Linked DNA regions of Sus scrofa: region 2 is linked to region 1. A link is a contact called in public HiChIP or PLAC-seq data. All regions are on one chromosome and are shown on one strand. Each heading gives the region's core, a stretch centred on a gene start, on an enhancer-like site or on the middle of the called end of the contact. The rest is flanking DNA. Distances are from core to core; before and after follow the strand shown. Region 1 holds the start of EIF5A (eukaryotic translation initiation factor 5A-1). Region 2 holds the start of DLG4 (disks large homolog 4).

The links. HiChIP or PLAC-seq counts read pairs in DNA pulled down with a chosen protein or histone mark.
Region 2: a contact with region 1 is called in an H3K27ac HiChIP or PLAC-seq map of alveolar macrophages. The contact joins the promoter of DLG4 here to the promoter of EIF5A in region 1. A contact is called at or near these places in 6 of 47 Hi-C or Micro-C datasets (alveolar macrophages, blood, embryonic fibroblasts and 1 more) and 1 of 2 datasets of contacts at active chromatin or transcription factors (alveolar macrophages).

Annotation. Positions count from the first base shown.
Region 1 is chr12:52,654,292-52,661,851 of Sscrofa11.1, reverse strand. EIF5A (eukaryotic translation initiation factor 5A-1) reads right to left here and starts at 2,812. Exons shown (of 6, transcript XM_021067817.1): 1 at 2,753-2,812.
Region 2 is chr12:52,570,796-52,578,355 of Sscrofa11.1, reverse strand. It overlaps DLG4 (disks large homolog 4), which reads left to right and starts at 4,335. Exons shown (of 20, transcript XM_003481294.4): 1 at 4,335-4,830. The coding sequence starts at 4,801. It overlaps ACADVL (very long-chain specific acyl-CoA dehydrogenase, mitochondrial), which reads right to left and starts at 4,835. Exons shown (of 20, transcript XM_021067809.1): 1 at 4,775-4,835; 2 at 1,639-1,714; 3 at 1,331-1,387; 4 at 1,174-1,246; 5 at 1,020-1,084; 6 at 777-911; 7 at 268-412; 8 at 1-15. The coding sequence starts at 1,222.

The DNA.
Region 1 (7,560 bases), core at 1,563-4,062:
ACTCTGGAAACAGTACTTCATTCCTCCCCCTTTATTCCATTACCCGCATAGTATGGTACAAGCTCCTACGTTACATCCTGACGGGGATCAAAAATACCTCAGAACTAGTGTGTATATGCAGGCGGAAGATCAGCAGGATCCCCACAGCAAATGAAAGCTAAAGGGGCGGCTTGGGATAGGAGACCTCCAGGACGTTAGGATGCCAAATCTCTGAGATGGGCAAAGGCCTGCCTCCTAGTACGGGGAGGACTCAGGTGTAACTTGCCAGTGAAACCAACCACCCCTCTTCCCCACACAGAACCAGGGCTATAATTAGGTGAGCAGCTATGAGCCAGCAAAAGGGCGGGGCTAATGGAGGGGAGGGGGGTGGAGACCGGAGGACAGGGAGCCCCACCCGTCTCTGTTACACCCCCCCCACCCTATCCACACACGAGCCAGTCATTGGTACAGGAAACCACAAGGCCTCTTTGGGGGATTCCCGCCTCTCCAACATGCATTTGCAGATGCAGCCGAGGGGAAGAAAGTAAAGTTGTTTTCTAACAGATCTCCCTGCCAAACACCTCTGGTTTCCCAAAGGGAACCCAGGAACCCAGCCTCTTCGCGAGGGCCCTCCCACTTTTCCCAGGATGCATCAGTCCTGTCGGCTTTTCAGGCCGGGCCTGTACAGTCAGTAGAAAGTGGGGGAGTGAAGAGTGGTGAATGACAATAAAATGAAAGCAAAAGGCTGGTAGTAGTTAGAAAGTAGAATAAATTATACTAAGCTAGGAAAGTTATGGACTCTAAAGCCGGGAACTCCCAAATCAGACCCAACGAGAACGACAGTGACAAGGTGAAGAGCACCTATCACACAGAGTAACTCATCTGCCCAGGACTTTAAGCCGTTGTCGGCATGACCGAGAAGAGTTGGGCTCCCGTCCAACTGCTCTCAGTTTCCCCATTTCGTTGGCCTCCCAGCACGGAAGAGTGCCACTTACACCTGGCTGGCCACCTCGCTTCACAGGAGGATATGGGGGAAAAGCCCCAGGGGCCCATGAGGGGAGAGAACACTAACATATGCCCGCAGACGGCTCTCCGGAGTGATCAGGATCCGGGCCACGGGCTACTCGCACTCCTCAAAATTCCAAGCCCCCTTAAGCGCCCGCGAGGACTAGCTCTCCCCGCGCGGGGGGTTGCCGGCTCCCGCCCACCATGTGGCCGCCCGGGGCTTCCGGTGGCGGGGACCTGGGGGGAGGGGTCCCCGCGCTGCCATGCGGCCCCCGTCCACGTTCGGCCATGCGGCCTCCGACCCCGAGGGCAGGCTGCCGTGGGGGCACTTCCGGTGCTGCGGGCGCCCCCTCCTCAAAGGCCGCGCCAGGCCGGAGCCACGCCGCCTCCCCTCCCCTCGCTGGCCGCCAACCCCCCCACATGCCCTCTCACCGAATAGCCCCCTCCCCCACCTCACGTGGCCGCGCGGCTCCCGGTTCTAAACGGCCCAGGTACCCTTGCCCCGGCGGGCCGATCTGGTCCCCGGCCCTCGTCCCAGCGTGGCCGCCCGGCGGCCTCTCCCGCGTGGCGGCCTCGCGGCTCGCCGTCCCCCGCCCTGCGTCGCTCCAACGTCACCCGGCCAGCCCCAACCGTCACCCCGCGCGCCAACCGGGGCGCGCGCCCGAGCCTCTCCGCACCTCGCGCTGCTGCCCGACCGAACCCCGTGCGGCGGTGGCCGCCGCTCCCCTCTGCCCCCTCCCCGACACTCGCGCAGTTCCATCTCTACTCCCAGGCCCAAACCAAGGTTCCGCGCACGCGCGCCCTGCTCGCTCTCACCTCGCGCGAACGCACTGACTCGACCCCGTCCGCTCGCCGCGAGCCCAACCGCTGCCTCCGAGCCCGCTGCCGCCGCCGCCGCCGCCGCCGCCTCTACCGCCGCCGCCGCTGCTGCTGCACACGGGTCTTAGTACGCAGGCGCCGACTCCCCACTGACCAACCAAGCAGCCCTGTGACAGCCGCGCAAGCGTGCTACCTATCTCCTCCGCCCTCCACCCCCGCACTGCGCAAGCGCACAGACCCTCCCCGATCTCCACCCTCCCTCCTACCTACCCATCCAATGACGCGCATACGTGACCCCGCCCCTCACAAATCCTGAGCTCGTCCCACCGGTAGACAACGCGCAGGCGCACCCGGTTTTTTAAGCCCTTCCACCTCCTCTCCCCTCCCCGGGTTAGACCACCAGCTCTACCGGACAGTCCTTGCGCTTGCGCAGTAAGGAGCCCCGCACTCCACACCCTCTGAAGGAAACGCCTCGGCCTCAAAGCGCATGCGTGTTGGGAATCCTGACCGCCCCTTCCACCTCAGACGTCGTCTGTACGCCAGGCGTTGAAAAGACCACGCCACTGTATTGCTGGTTCTGTCTAGAACGCATGCGTCTTAGGAAACGCCCCACTTCGGCTTTAGCTGGTCTTAAAAGACTCACACGTTTCAGAAAACTTGTGCTGTGGGGTGGGCCCCTTGTCTCTGAGCCCATCCCCCACGGTTCCGCACATGCGCGGCAGAGCCCTTTCGATTCCAGCCGCCCTAGCGCGCTAGTGCTGGTCGGGTTACCACCCTTCTCAGCTTCACTTCTCTAAACTGCGCTTCTGCTCTGCCATAGAGTTTCGCGCGGGAAGATAGAGCGGTCCTGCCCTCAGCCACCATCTTGTTTAAAACCCTGGTCCGTGTTGGTCCCAGTAGTTTCCACAGAGGCCTTTCTACTTCTGATTCCTAAGATGTAGAGACTTACACGGTATTTCTCTTTTTCCTCCACCTAGTCTCCGCCGTCTCCAGAGCAGTCGTCTACAAGCAAACCTAGAAAAAGTTCACTGTAATGAAGAGTGGGGTATCAGATTTCACTGACGTTCTTTAAGTCCTAGGAGGTGTCCGCGAAGCCAGAAACATGCTCTCCCTCGGAATGAGTTTACCTGGCCCTCGTTCTAGGGAAAAAAGCTGCTGCTTTTCCTGAAAGGTTATAATCTTACCTCTCCAGTTCCAGGATTTTCAGCACTACCTGTATGCCTTCATTGCTTCAGTAAGCTAAGTGGACAACAGAATTGTGTAACAAGACAAGCAACTAAGCTGGGCTTGGAATCTGGTTGTTTTGTTTGAGATGTGACCTGCTAGATGGAAACTGCAAACACTCGTTTGAATGAATACATTTATGTAGCATATAATATCATCACCCCCAGCTCTTCCTACTCAGTTTTCTGTGTTTTATGGCATTTGCTTTGAGAGAGAGAAAACAACAACAACAGTCTTCCTGAGAGTATTGTTTAAAAGTCCAATTTCTGCTCTTGTCAAAGATGTATTACATGACCCAACAATTCCAGTCCTAGGTATCTACCTCCCTCCAAAATTAAAAACAGGTATTCACATCCTTGCACGCTAATGTTTACAGCCGCACTATTCATGGTGGTCAAAACGTGGAAACAAAGGGGTTCATTCCCATTGTGGCTCGGCCGGTTAAGAACCTACTAGTATCCGCGAGAGAATGCAGGTTGGATCCCTGGCTTCACACAGTGGGTTAAGGATCCTGCATTGCTGCAAGCCACAGTGTAGGTGGTAGATGTGACTGTGATCCCATGTTGGTGTGGCTGTGGTGTAGGCTGGCAGCTGCAGCTCCCATCGGACCCCTAGCCTGGGAATTTCGATATGCCAGGAGTGGCCCTAAAAAAAATTGTGTTTTTTTTAAATTAATTAATTTTTTTGTCAAAAACTTTTTAAAGGTGGAAACAACCCAAACATCCGTCAACAGATGAATGAGTAAATTGTGGCATGTGTGTGTAATGGACTATGAATCGCCAAAAGGAATGAAGTGTTAATGCATGCTCCAGCTCGATGAACTTTGAAAACATTTTGCTAAGAAGCCAAAAAAGGTCACATGCTTTATGCTTTCATTGATAAGAGATATTCAGAGTAGGTAAGTACATAGAAACAAAAAGCAGACTGGGGGCTTCTCTTGCGATAAAGTGAGTTAAAGATGCGGCACCGTCCCTGTAGGGACTCAGGTCGCTGCTGTGGCGTGAGTTGGATCCTTGGCCAGGGAACTTCCACATGCCGCGGATGCAGCCAAAAAGGGAAAAAAAAAAAAAAAAAATAGCAGATTGGTGGTCACCAGATGTTGGAGATAAGGGGAATGGGAAGTAACTGTTCAGAGGTCATGGGGTTTTATTTTAGAGTCATGAAATGTTTTGGAATTAAACGTGGTGGTTGCACAACGTGTGAATGCACTAAATACCACTGAATCGTTTATTTAAAAATGGTTTTATGTTATGTGAATTTCATCTCCGTTTATAAATTCTTGCACACACATGTTCAAAGCAGCATTATTCATAAGCAGCAACAAGTATAAACTACTTAAATGTCCATCAGCTGATGAAGGGATAAATAAAATATGGTACATCCATGCAATGAAATATTATTCCACACTAAAAAGGAATGAAGTATTGGGTACACGCTGCAACATGGGTGAACATCAGTCACAGAGTTCCCTGGTGACCTAGCAGTTGGCACACGTTGCCGCTGCTGTCGCTTGGGAACTTTTGCATGCTGGGGGCGCTGCCAAACCAAACCAAACCAAACAAACAAAGACTTAGAGAATAACTTCAATAAAACTTCAAAAAAATACAAGATGACAGTCGCAAAAGACCACATAGTGTATTATATCATTTACATGACATGTCCAGAAGAGGCAAGTATCGAGACAGAAAGTAGATGGTCGTTGCCTAGGACTCAGGGCTTAGGGGGAAATGAAGAGATGGAGAGAGGCCGCCAGTGGCTATGGGGCAAGGGGCAGAGGGTGTCTTTTGGGATGAGGAAAATGTTCTAAAATTGGCAATTCCCAGTGAGGTGCAATCAGTGGCATCTTGGGAATGCTGGGACGAAGGTTCGATCTCTGGCCTGGCATTTCTGCAGCTTAGGTCAAAACCACGGCTCGGATCTTATCCCTGGCCTGGGAACTCCATGTGACATGGGGCGACCAAAAGAGAAAAAAAAAAAGAAAAAATTTTTGGAGTGACAATTACTCTATTCAGATATTAAAAAACATTGGGGGTTCCCATTATGGCTCAGTGGGTTGAGAACCCAACTAGAATCCATGAGGATGGGGGTTTGATCCCCTGGCCTCAATTAGTGGGTTAAGGATCCAGCATTGCCCTGAGCTGTGGTATAGGTCCCAGATGGGGCTCAGATCCATTGTGGCTGTGGCTGTGGCGTTAGGCTGGCAGTTGTAACTCTAATTAGACCCCTAGTTTGGGAACTTCCATATCCCACAAGCGCAGCTCTAAAAAGACAAAAATATATATAATGAATCATACATTTTAAATAATTAAATTGTATGATACGTGAGTTATATGTGGATGAAGTTGTTACTTTTAAAATGTCATCTTTGGAAGTTCCCTTTGTGGCTCAGTGGTTAACGAATCTGACTAGGAACCATGAGGTTGAAGGTTCAATCCCTGGCCTTGCTCATTGGGTTAAGGATCCAGCATTGCTGTGAGCTGTGATGTAGGTCACAGACGCGGCTCGTATCCCACATTGCTGTGGCTCTGGTGTAGGCCAGCGGCTATAGCTCTGATTCGACCCCTAGCCTGGGAACCTCCATATGCTGCAGGAGTGGCCCAAGAAATGACAAAAAAAAAAAGACAAAAAAAAAAAAAAAGTCATCTTTGGGAGTTTCTGTTGTTCAGTGGAAACAAATCCAACTAGTATCCATGAGGACTTGGGTTTGATCCCTGGCCTTGCTCAGTAGGTTAAGGATCCAGCGTTGCCATGAGCTGTGGTGTAGGTCGCAGGACGATGCTCAAATTTGGTGTTGCTGTGGCTGTGGTCTAGGCTGACAGCTACAGCTCCAATTCAGCCCCTAGCCTGGCAACCTCCTTATGCCATGGGTACAGCCCTAAAAAGACAAAAAAAAAAAAAAAAAGTCATCTTTGGTGTTCCCATTGTGACTCAGTGGTAGCGAGCCTGACTGGTATTCCATGATTTTAAAAGGAGATGGGAGTTCCCGTCGTGGCACAGTGGTTAACGAATCCGACTAGGAACCAGGAGGTTTCGGGTTCAGTCCCCACCCTTGCTCAGTGGGTTAATGATCCGGCGTTGCCGTGAGCTGTGGTGTAGGTTGCAGACGCGGCTCGGATCCCACATTGCTGTGGCTCTGGTGTAGGCCGGCGGCTACAGCTCTGATTAGACCCCTAGCCTGGGAACCTCCATATGCTCTGGGAGCGGCCCAAGAAAAGGCAAAAAGACAAAAAAAAAAAAAAAGACTTCCCTGAAAATTATTGGAGAATCTTTCTTGCTTTTTTTCTCCTGATTTACATACCAAGAATTCCCCTTCAGCCATATAGAAGTTTCTTTTTTGAGAACTGATTCAAATACAATCGATCAGATTCTATCTCTGTCTTGTCTTAATGACATTTCACATTCCTTTCCCACCTTCTTCTGGTTACACTCACTCACCAGGATTAGAATTCAGATGTTCTTGGAGTTCCTGTCGTGGCTCAGTGGTAACAACTCTACTAGTGTCCATGAGGACGTGGGTTCAGTCCCTGCTCTTGCTCAGTGGGTTAAGGATCCAGCATTGTCATGAGCTGTGGTGTAGGTCGCAGACATGGCTTGGATCCTCGTTGCTTTGGCTGTGATGTAGCTCCAATGTAACCCCAGGCCTGGGAACTTCCATATGCCACACATGCAGTCCTTAAAAAAAAAAAAAAAAAAAAAATTCTGGAGTTCCTTTTGTGGCACAGCGGAAAGGAAGCCAACTAAAAGCCATGAGGTTTTGGGTTTGATCCCTGGCTGGTTAAGGATATGGCGTTGCTGTGAGCTGTGGTGTAGGTCGCAGACTCGGCTTGGATCCCGAGTTGCTGTGTCTGTGGCCTAGGCTGGCGGCTATAGCTCTGATTGGACTCCTAGCCTGGGAACCTCCATATGCCTTGGGTGCAGCCCTAAAAGGCAAAAATCAAATCAAATCAAATACATCTGATGGAGTTCTCTTGAGGTGTAGCAGGTTAAGGATCTGGTGTTGTCAGTGCAGCGGCTTAGGTCACTATTGGGTTGAGGGTTCGATCCTTGGCCGAGGAACTTCCGCATGCCAGGGGTGCAGCCAAAAATAAAATCCGTTAAATAAAAAATACATCTGAGAGCATAGTAAACAGACTCTGTGTTGCATGTGTGGGTCAACTGTCAGCTAATGGAAGGAATTTCGAGATAAAAAGAAAACAGGGGAAGACTGGAGGCAGGCAGGAATTCTCTGTGGTGCAAATATTTCACAGTGAGAATTTATCCTTATCAGGGGGTCTTGGCATGTACTCTTCTTCCTTCCACTCTCAAGGACTTACATAAAAGTCAAACACACCAAATGATCTTGAGGATGAGCATATAGGTGACTCCTTGGTTGGGAGTGGGGGGTCATGGACCTGCTGCTGAGGTCAGAGCAGACCCTTGACTGTGTTCACTCACTCATCCATTCATTCAGTTCATATTTACTGAGTCTATTAAGTGACCAATACTTGGGATACAAGGGTGATGAGTTTAGCAGTATGGACCCTGCCCCACAGT
Region 2 (7,560 bases), core at 3,086-5,585, 85 kb after region 1:
CAGCCATGACCTCCCCTGTTGGAGAGAGAACTCCTTTACACTGGGTTTTTCTGGGCAAGAAAAGCCTCACAGTGCCACCCTCACCCCTGGCATTCGCTCTAAACACTCTGGCGATAGATATACAGTGTTTTCACATTGCTTTGCCAGCACGCTGCGATTGATGCCTTCCCAGCATCTACCCCCGGGGCAGGAACCCAGCTACCACCAGCCTGATTTGTGCCAAGCCCAGGACACTCCCAATCCCTGCGTCTCCTGAGGCTGCCTCACCTGATGCCACTTTGGGGAGGTATTTTTCTTTCTGGGCCTTTGTGCCGAAAAGCAGGATGCCTTTGAAACCAATGCTCTGATGGGCCCCCAGGACGATGCCCACGCCGAGGTCGTGCATTCCGACAATCTCCACCAAGCGGGCGTACTGCCGGGGAGACAGGCAGCTGGGGCTCAAACTCGCTATGTGGGGCACTGCCCTTGGCAGGAGAGCAGGGGCAGCAGGACAGGGCCTGACCTGGACATCCCCACAAAGTGAGTGGACAGAGGAGGTGGGACCATGGCAGAGGACTGGCGGGGCTGCTCCAGGTTTTGATGGGAGGGAGGTTTCCTACCCTATGGTCGGGTGGTCCCCACCAGAGCTTCATGAGGGCCTGGGAACCTGGGTGAGGTCCCCGGCCTTCAGGGACCGCATGTAGCCGGATGTTAAGAGTCAACATTCCACAGGCCCCCAGGGGGCAAGAAAGGAGTGGACCAGAACACACTGGAGGTGACGGAAGGGGCGCCCTCACCTGAGTGTTGCAGAGGCCCACGCCACCCAGCTCACTGGGCACTTGCAGACCAAAGGCCCCCAGCTCCTTGAGGCCCTGCATAGTGGTCTCCTCCACTCGCTCCAGCATGTCATTCTTGGCAGGATCGTTCACCTCCTGGAGAAGACAGGGCCCTACGTCCAGGCTCGTCCAATCAGACTCCTTAACCTCCCTCCCACTCCATCAGGGACCAAGCCCTCTACTCCTCAGGCTGGCATCGCTCACCTCAAAGAAACGGGACACGGGCCCCACCAGCTCTTGGAGAACCTGTGTTTGGTCCTCGTTGAGCACTGCGGGGGATGAGGGTGTCAAGAGGGATGGACAGGTCAGACAAGGCCAGGCCAGGGCCCCCGCCCGGCTGCGACACCCAATTCCTTACCAGACGGATATGGAAACACCTGATCCGTGGTGAGCTGGCCTTTGAACATGCCCACAGCAAAGGATTTGGATTCCTATGCAAGAAGAAGGAGGTTTCACGAGGCGGCACGGGCTGGGTCTGCCTCCGCTTAACTCCTCCCAGGCTCGAGGCCACATACCGTCTGGATCCTTTTTTCTCTGGTCGAAGCCTCAGAGGAGAGGGCATCAGGCTTGGTCTTGGGATTCCGAAGCGCCAAAGAAAGCAAAGGGTTAGAGCTGGCTGTTAGGGGAGGGCGCAGCCTTTCCCCTAGTTTCCATCCTAGGGCACCTTGTCTGCCCTTTCCCCTACTTTCTGCGCCGGGGCAGCCAGTCGGCAGGTGACTGGGACCCAGAGGGAGACCCCTGTTGGCGGTCGGAGGTGGGAGCCAGCCGAGGCCAACTGCCGCTCTCACCGCCCCCATTCCCCCCGAAAGCTGCCGTCCCTTACCTGGGCGGCCCCATGGGCATAGGGACGCCAGGCAGGGCCGGGCCGGGGCTGCTCCGGGAGCGCAGAGAGTCTCGAGCTGTGGGAAGTAGGGGTTCAGGGCTGGCCCGGTCCCCGGGCCCGCTGCCCCTGTTCCTCCTGTCGTACACACACCTTACGCCCCCCAACCTCAGCAGCTGCCGCCCCACGTTCGGGGTCATCTTCGCCGCCTGCATTTCCGAACCCGCGACGGCCGCCGCTGCCCTGAGCGCTGTGACCTAGCGCTCCTGCCAGATCTGCCAAAGTCTGGGACCCGCGCCCTGACTCATCCTCCACAATGCACCGGGAGGCGGGGGGGCGGGGCTTCCGGGCGCCGAGGGCACGCTGGGAGCTGTAGTTCCGGGGCGCCACCCAGCACCTGCATGCTGGATGACCTAGGGTCATCCCCAGACGTCCCTTATCTACCCAGACTCCTTCATCTCGCCTGTCCGAACTAGAGTGTCGCCCTAAAAAGGGGTGATGCGATAGGCTGAGAGAGAAATTTAGGAGACTGCAGCCAGAGGGAGGGAGGGTAGAATGACGGGAGGACTTTCCAGGTGGAATTAGAAGGGAGAGGTGAGAAGAGAGAAGCCTAAGATAGAGGCCAGAGGCAGGGGCGTGGAAAGACGACTCTTTGCGGTGTCTCATCAAATTGGTCTCTACCGACACGGAAGGGAGTGAAATGGCGGGGCGGGTGACTCAAGGTGGATGTGGGGTGGGTGTCCCAGGAATGTTTTCCTGAAGCCTAGGAGTAGTCCCTAACTCCAGCAACACGTCAGCTTTTTCGTTTTGCTTTTTAGGGCCACAGGTGCGGCATATGGAGCTTCCCAGGCTAGGAATCAAATCGGAGCTATAGCTGCTGGCCTTCACCACAGGGCACAGCAGGATCCGAGCCGCATCTGTGACCTACACCACAGCTCATGGCAATGCCGGATCCTTACCCACTGAGCAAGGCCAGGGATTGAACCTGACCCTCAGGGATACTAGTCAGGTTCATTACCGCTGAGCCACAAGGGGAGCTCCTGAAACACCTAAATTTTGACAATAGGAAGGAAGCCAGGTGGGTCCGCTGAGACCTTGAACATCTTTGTCTCCGCCCTCTGCTCTCTGCTGAGACCATGTGCTCAGGCCAGGCCTCTGGGCAGATGGGTTCTTCCCAGGCCCCAGAGGAACCGTAGGAATTCTCATGTCCCTGTCGGGTCTGGTTCTCTTTCTCTCTCTCACACAAACATGTTTAACCCTGGGTCCAGAAGTCCCAGATAATTTATGCCCCTTTGCCATTCTCACGGGGGCCAGGCCCAGAAGAGAGTGACAGTTTCCTTTCCTTTTGAGCTGTGGGAGCAGCTGACCCCCTTGCCCAGTCTTCAGGAAAGTGGAGGGGTCACACCTGGCTTTGGGGAGGGGCCAGGGTGTGAGGAGGAAGATGGTGATGGTGGTGGCACAGCGGGCGGGTCGGAGGCTGCCTGCTTTGCCTGGCAGGTCCAGCTGGGTCGGGAGGAGGCAGCTCAGCTCCTCTGACCCTGGGGGGATTAGAGAGATTAAAGTGAGAGAAGAGAGAGATGTCCGAGGGACCCAGAGGTGAAAAACAGGAGTCCTTGTGAAGGAGAGGCCTGGGGGGAGAGGGTGGGCCTGGGGGTCCTTGTCCTGGACCTCTCCAGAGAGTCTGGGGTGAGAGAGCAGAGATAAGAGGCGGAGGTGAATGTGTTGGCGCCTCGTGGCTGGCTCCCTTGTCCCAATCCTCCCTCATTTGCATTTCACCAGCTCCCAGGTCAGCCCTCTGGCTCCTGGCCCCCCCACTATTGCGATGGGCACCCCCTCTCCTCACGGTGCTGCACAGTGACCTCTTCCAGGCCTTGCTGGGTGAGTAGCCCCGATTTTCCGAGGGGCAGCCGTGGAAAGGGCTGGCCTGGGGGCTGCTTGGGAGTCTGGAGATCTTTTGGTAGCTGCAGGAGCCCCAGGCAGGGGTCCTCCATCAGCGTCCACCAGCCCGGGCTGGAGGGGTTCCTCCCTTAGCGGGCAGACGGAGGTGAGGTGATGGCAGGGGCGGCCAGAGAGGCAGGGGGTGGGCGAGGTAACTCGGTGGTTCTGTTCCTGTGACAGACATCCTGGACTATTATGAGGCTTCCATCTCAGAGAGCCAGGTAAGGGGGTGAGGGTGGGGGCCCGACTTCCCGAGGGAGCAGGCAGGGCTGGAGGGGTGCGCAAAGCACTGCTACTATTACCCTGAGACTTGGGGGCCCTGGGACCACGGCCGGAGTCAGGCGCCCCTGCAGCCCCCTCTTCACCTGCCCCAGCTGCAGGCCCCAAAGGGTCCAGGACTCAGTCACTCTTGAGGCTTCCTCCTGTGCGTCTGAGGGAGCTGAGGCCCCCAGGGACTCCCTCGTGCCTGGCCCTCCCTCCCTGCCTGCCCCGAGCACAGCCTCTCTCCAGCGGCCCCGCCACCCTGGCGGCTCCCAGCCCATCTCGGGCTGCTTCCTCCTCCCTGGCTCTGCTGTCAGCGCTGGTGGCTCTGGCCAGGCCTCCATGTTGGCCTCAGGGCCTCTCCGCTCCTGCCTCCATCTCCTTTCCCATTATCCGGGTTCCTGCCAGCGCGGAAGGAGTTAAGCCTGCCAAGGCACCCCCCATTCTGCTCCTCGATCGCTCCCTCCCTCCCCCTGCTTCCTCTCTCCTCCTCTCTCCCCTTCCCTCCTCGGCTCCACGGCTCCCTCGGCCGCTGCCGCCTCCGACCCCCCCACCCCACTCCCCCGCCACGGCCCCGAGCCCCTGGCCGTTAGGCAAGACCCCCCCTTACCCCGGGGCTCCCCGAAATCCAGCTCCCCTCCCCCACCTCAGCTCATGCCCCAGCCCCCGAACTCCGGGGCTGCCAGCCCCCGGTGCCCCCGCCCCTCCTGAGAATCGGGGTGTGCTCCCCAAGCCCCCTCCCCTCCACTGGGGACCCCCTTTTAGGGCCCCCTTCCCCTCCCTCCCACGCTCCCCTCCCCTCCCCTTCTCCAACCCCCTCTTTCCCCTCTCACCCCTCCCCCCATCCTGGCCCCCCCTGCAAAAGTGGGGTGCGGAGGGGGGAGGGGTGAGAACCCAGGGAGGGGAGGAACGAAACTCCGATGAAGTCAGAGCCCCTTACCCGCCGCCGCGGCCAGGCCCCCCAACATGGACTGTCTCTGTATAGTGACAACCAAGGTAAGCCGTGATGGGGGGGCCAGTCACCTGGGGGGAGGGTGAGAGTTTGTGGGGAGGGGTTTGTCAGGCCTAATCTGCCGCCCGGGGGCCCTGGCGTGAGAGCATCCGAAGATGGATTTGGGGGTCATAATTTAGTTTGGGGGTTCACGGCTGAGAAAATGCTGGGTTTGGCCACAGGTGCCCCCTGGAGTGATCCCTTTGTACCTGGGGAGAAATGGAAAATAGGGGGTATTCTGTGACTTGGGGGCTGGTGGATTCTGAGCTTCACCAGTGATGTTTGAGGGAGACTTATTTAAGGAGAAGCCTGGCTCACATGGGAGTCCTGCCCGGTGTGTGTTAGAAGAGGGGCTCTGCGTGGGGGGTCCCCTTCTCCCCTGGGAGACAAACTGGTCTGCAGGTGTCTTGTCCAATTTCAGGGGGGCTCCTGGCTTGGGGGTAGGAGGTTACTGGTTGTGAGGGCCTGACTGGTCTGGGGGTGTCAGCTGGCACGGAAGGGGAAGGCCTTCAGGTTATAGAAGAAGCGTCTCGTGGTAGATACATTTGGGGGTGCTCTCATTTTGGGGGAGCAGTTAATTTAGGGTTCCAGCTTACGGAATGGGGATAGTTGGGAGTTGTCAGCGAGCTAGGGCCTGACATAGGATCACCTGAGGGAAGGGACCAGGTGAGGTTAGGATTGGGGGTGCTCCCTTGGGTGGTGGAAGGTTGCAGCAGCTGAGGCTGGCAGCTCCTGAGGAGGAGGAGGAGGAGAGGTTTGGGGAGAGAGGGGATTTGAGGAGGGGGACCAGGTGCATGGTGCAGAATTTGGGGGTGGCCCAGGCAGATGCCCATCACCCCCATCTCCTCCCACACAATATCTACCCCTGGTTGAGAAAGAGGGAGAAGAGCAGGTGGAGGGGATGTTCCTGTTACCCCTGACCCTTGGGATAAAGGTGGGGGAGGACACCTGGATTTAAGGTTACTGGGGTGAGAAGGAGTCAGAGGAGGGCCGGGCTGGCAGCCGGGAAGATCCGTACAAGGCTATCCCTGTGGTTGGAGTGCCAGAGATCCTGGCTGGCAGAGCTAGCAAGCTCCTGGTGGGATGCAGAATACCCTGGTCTTGGCTCTAGGACTCTGGGACTGGGAGGCTGGATGCCTGGTGTGTGGAGGGAGGCTTGGGCGGGTGGCAGGCAGCTGGGGGTTGGGGGGTGGGACAGGAAGTGGGGGCCGGGGAGGCGGGGTCTGGGTGAGTCACAGGCTGGGGAGGGGGTTATATTTAGTGGGAACTGCAGATTCTCAGGGGAGGGAGCTGAGGACACACATGTTCCCTGCCACAAACTCACACATGTGTGTACACATGCGTCTATACATGCCTCGCTCATGTGTGAGCTTGGACAGAGGCGACTGGGAGCGGAGGACCTTTAGGTCCCAGCCCCGACCCCCTCTCCAGAGCTACTTGCTTATCCCCTGTTCTGCGGGCTTTGGGCTTTCTCCCATGCTGCTGCTTCCTCTCATCCCCTGTAGTTTCCGTGGATTTTTGTGCCTCAGTTTCTCTGGGCTGCTCTCCTTTAATGTCTGTCTGATCCTCAGTTTCCCCGGTGGTCTCCTGCCCGTAGCCTGCCCCTTAGCCTTAGGCTCCCTGGCTCTAGTCCCTTATGTGCAGGTGTATACGGAAAGCCAGTTGGAATGTGTGGGCTCTGCTTCCAACACGTGAACACACATATGCCAGCGAGGGTGAGGGGCTTGCCTGCACTGGCAGCTATTCTGGGACGGGGGGTGGGGGGGTTATTCGTCTTCCTTCAAGAACCCTGCTTCTTCGATGGAGCCCAGGGTTGAGCATTCCCGAAGGAAGGAGTCTTACGCAGAGAGGATCATGCATTTTGGGGCTTTTACAGAGGCGTGGAGACCCAGGCTTGCCACATTCCTTGGCCGCAAAACTTGTCTGTCTCGGGATGGCGGGGACTTCAAGTCCCACAAGGCCTTGAGGCACAAGTTCCCTCAGTGTTAGAGGGTTGCTGCCCGTGGGGCTGTTGGGACTTGTGGTTCATCTCTATTCAGGGCAGCGCAGGGTTAGCCTAGGAGGAGCCAGCAGGGGGCACATGGCACTTGTCCGTCCCCCCCCAAATGCTGGGTGGGGTAGAGGGTGCTCATGCTTTGCGGTCGTTGAGCTTCCCAGCTCCATCTGAGTCCTCCATCTTTCACTGCCTATATTTAGACTCCTGCCGCAGTAATTTAAGGAACATTTATTGATTGCTTACTCTGTGCCGGACCCTATGCATTGTGCTCGCTCTGCCTCTACAGCTATCACTTAGTCTTACTCCGTGCCTATCTCTCTGCCGGTGTCTCTCTGTCTCTGAACATCTCTCTCTCCCACTCCGCCCCCGTCCCTCCCTCTTCTCCCCGCGCTGCTGCCGCCGTTGCCATGGTAACCGGCGACGACTGAAGTTGCGTGGCGGGCCTGAGGGCCGGGCGAGGGTGGCGGAGGGCGGAGCAGAACAAGTGGGGGAGGGGGGAAAAGTGGGGAAAGACCGGGGGCATTTGGCCAGAGTCCCGGAGGCGAAGCGGTTAAACCCTCCGGGTGGTCCTTATTGGGCAAGCTAAGACGCCGGGGGCGGGGCAGTGTGGCCAATGGCCTCATTCATTGGCCGACTGGGGCGGGGCGGAGGGACAGTGTGGGCGAGGCCGGGGGAGCGAATGGGCGGGAAGTGGACGGAGGCGTGGTCTCCTAGAGGCAGGTGGGCGGGGTCTGGCGTA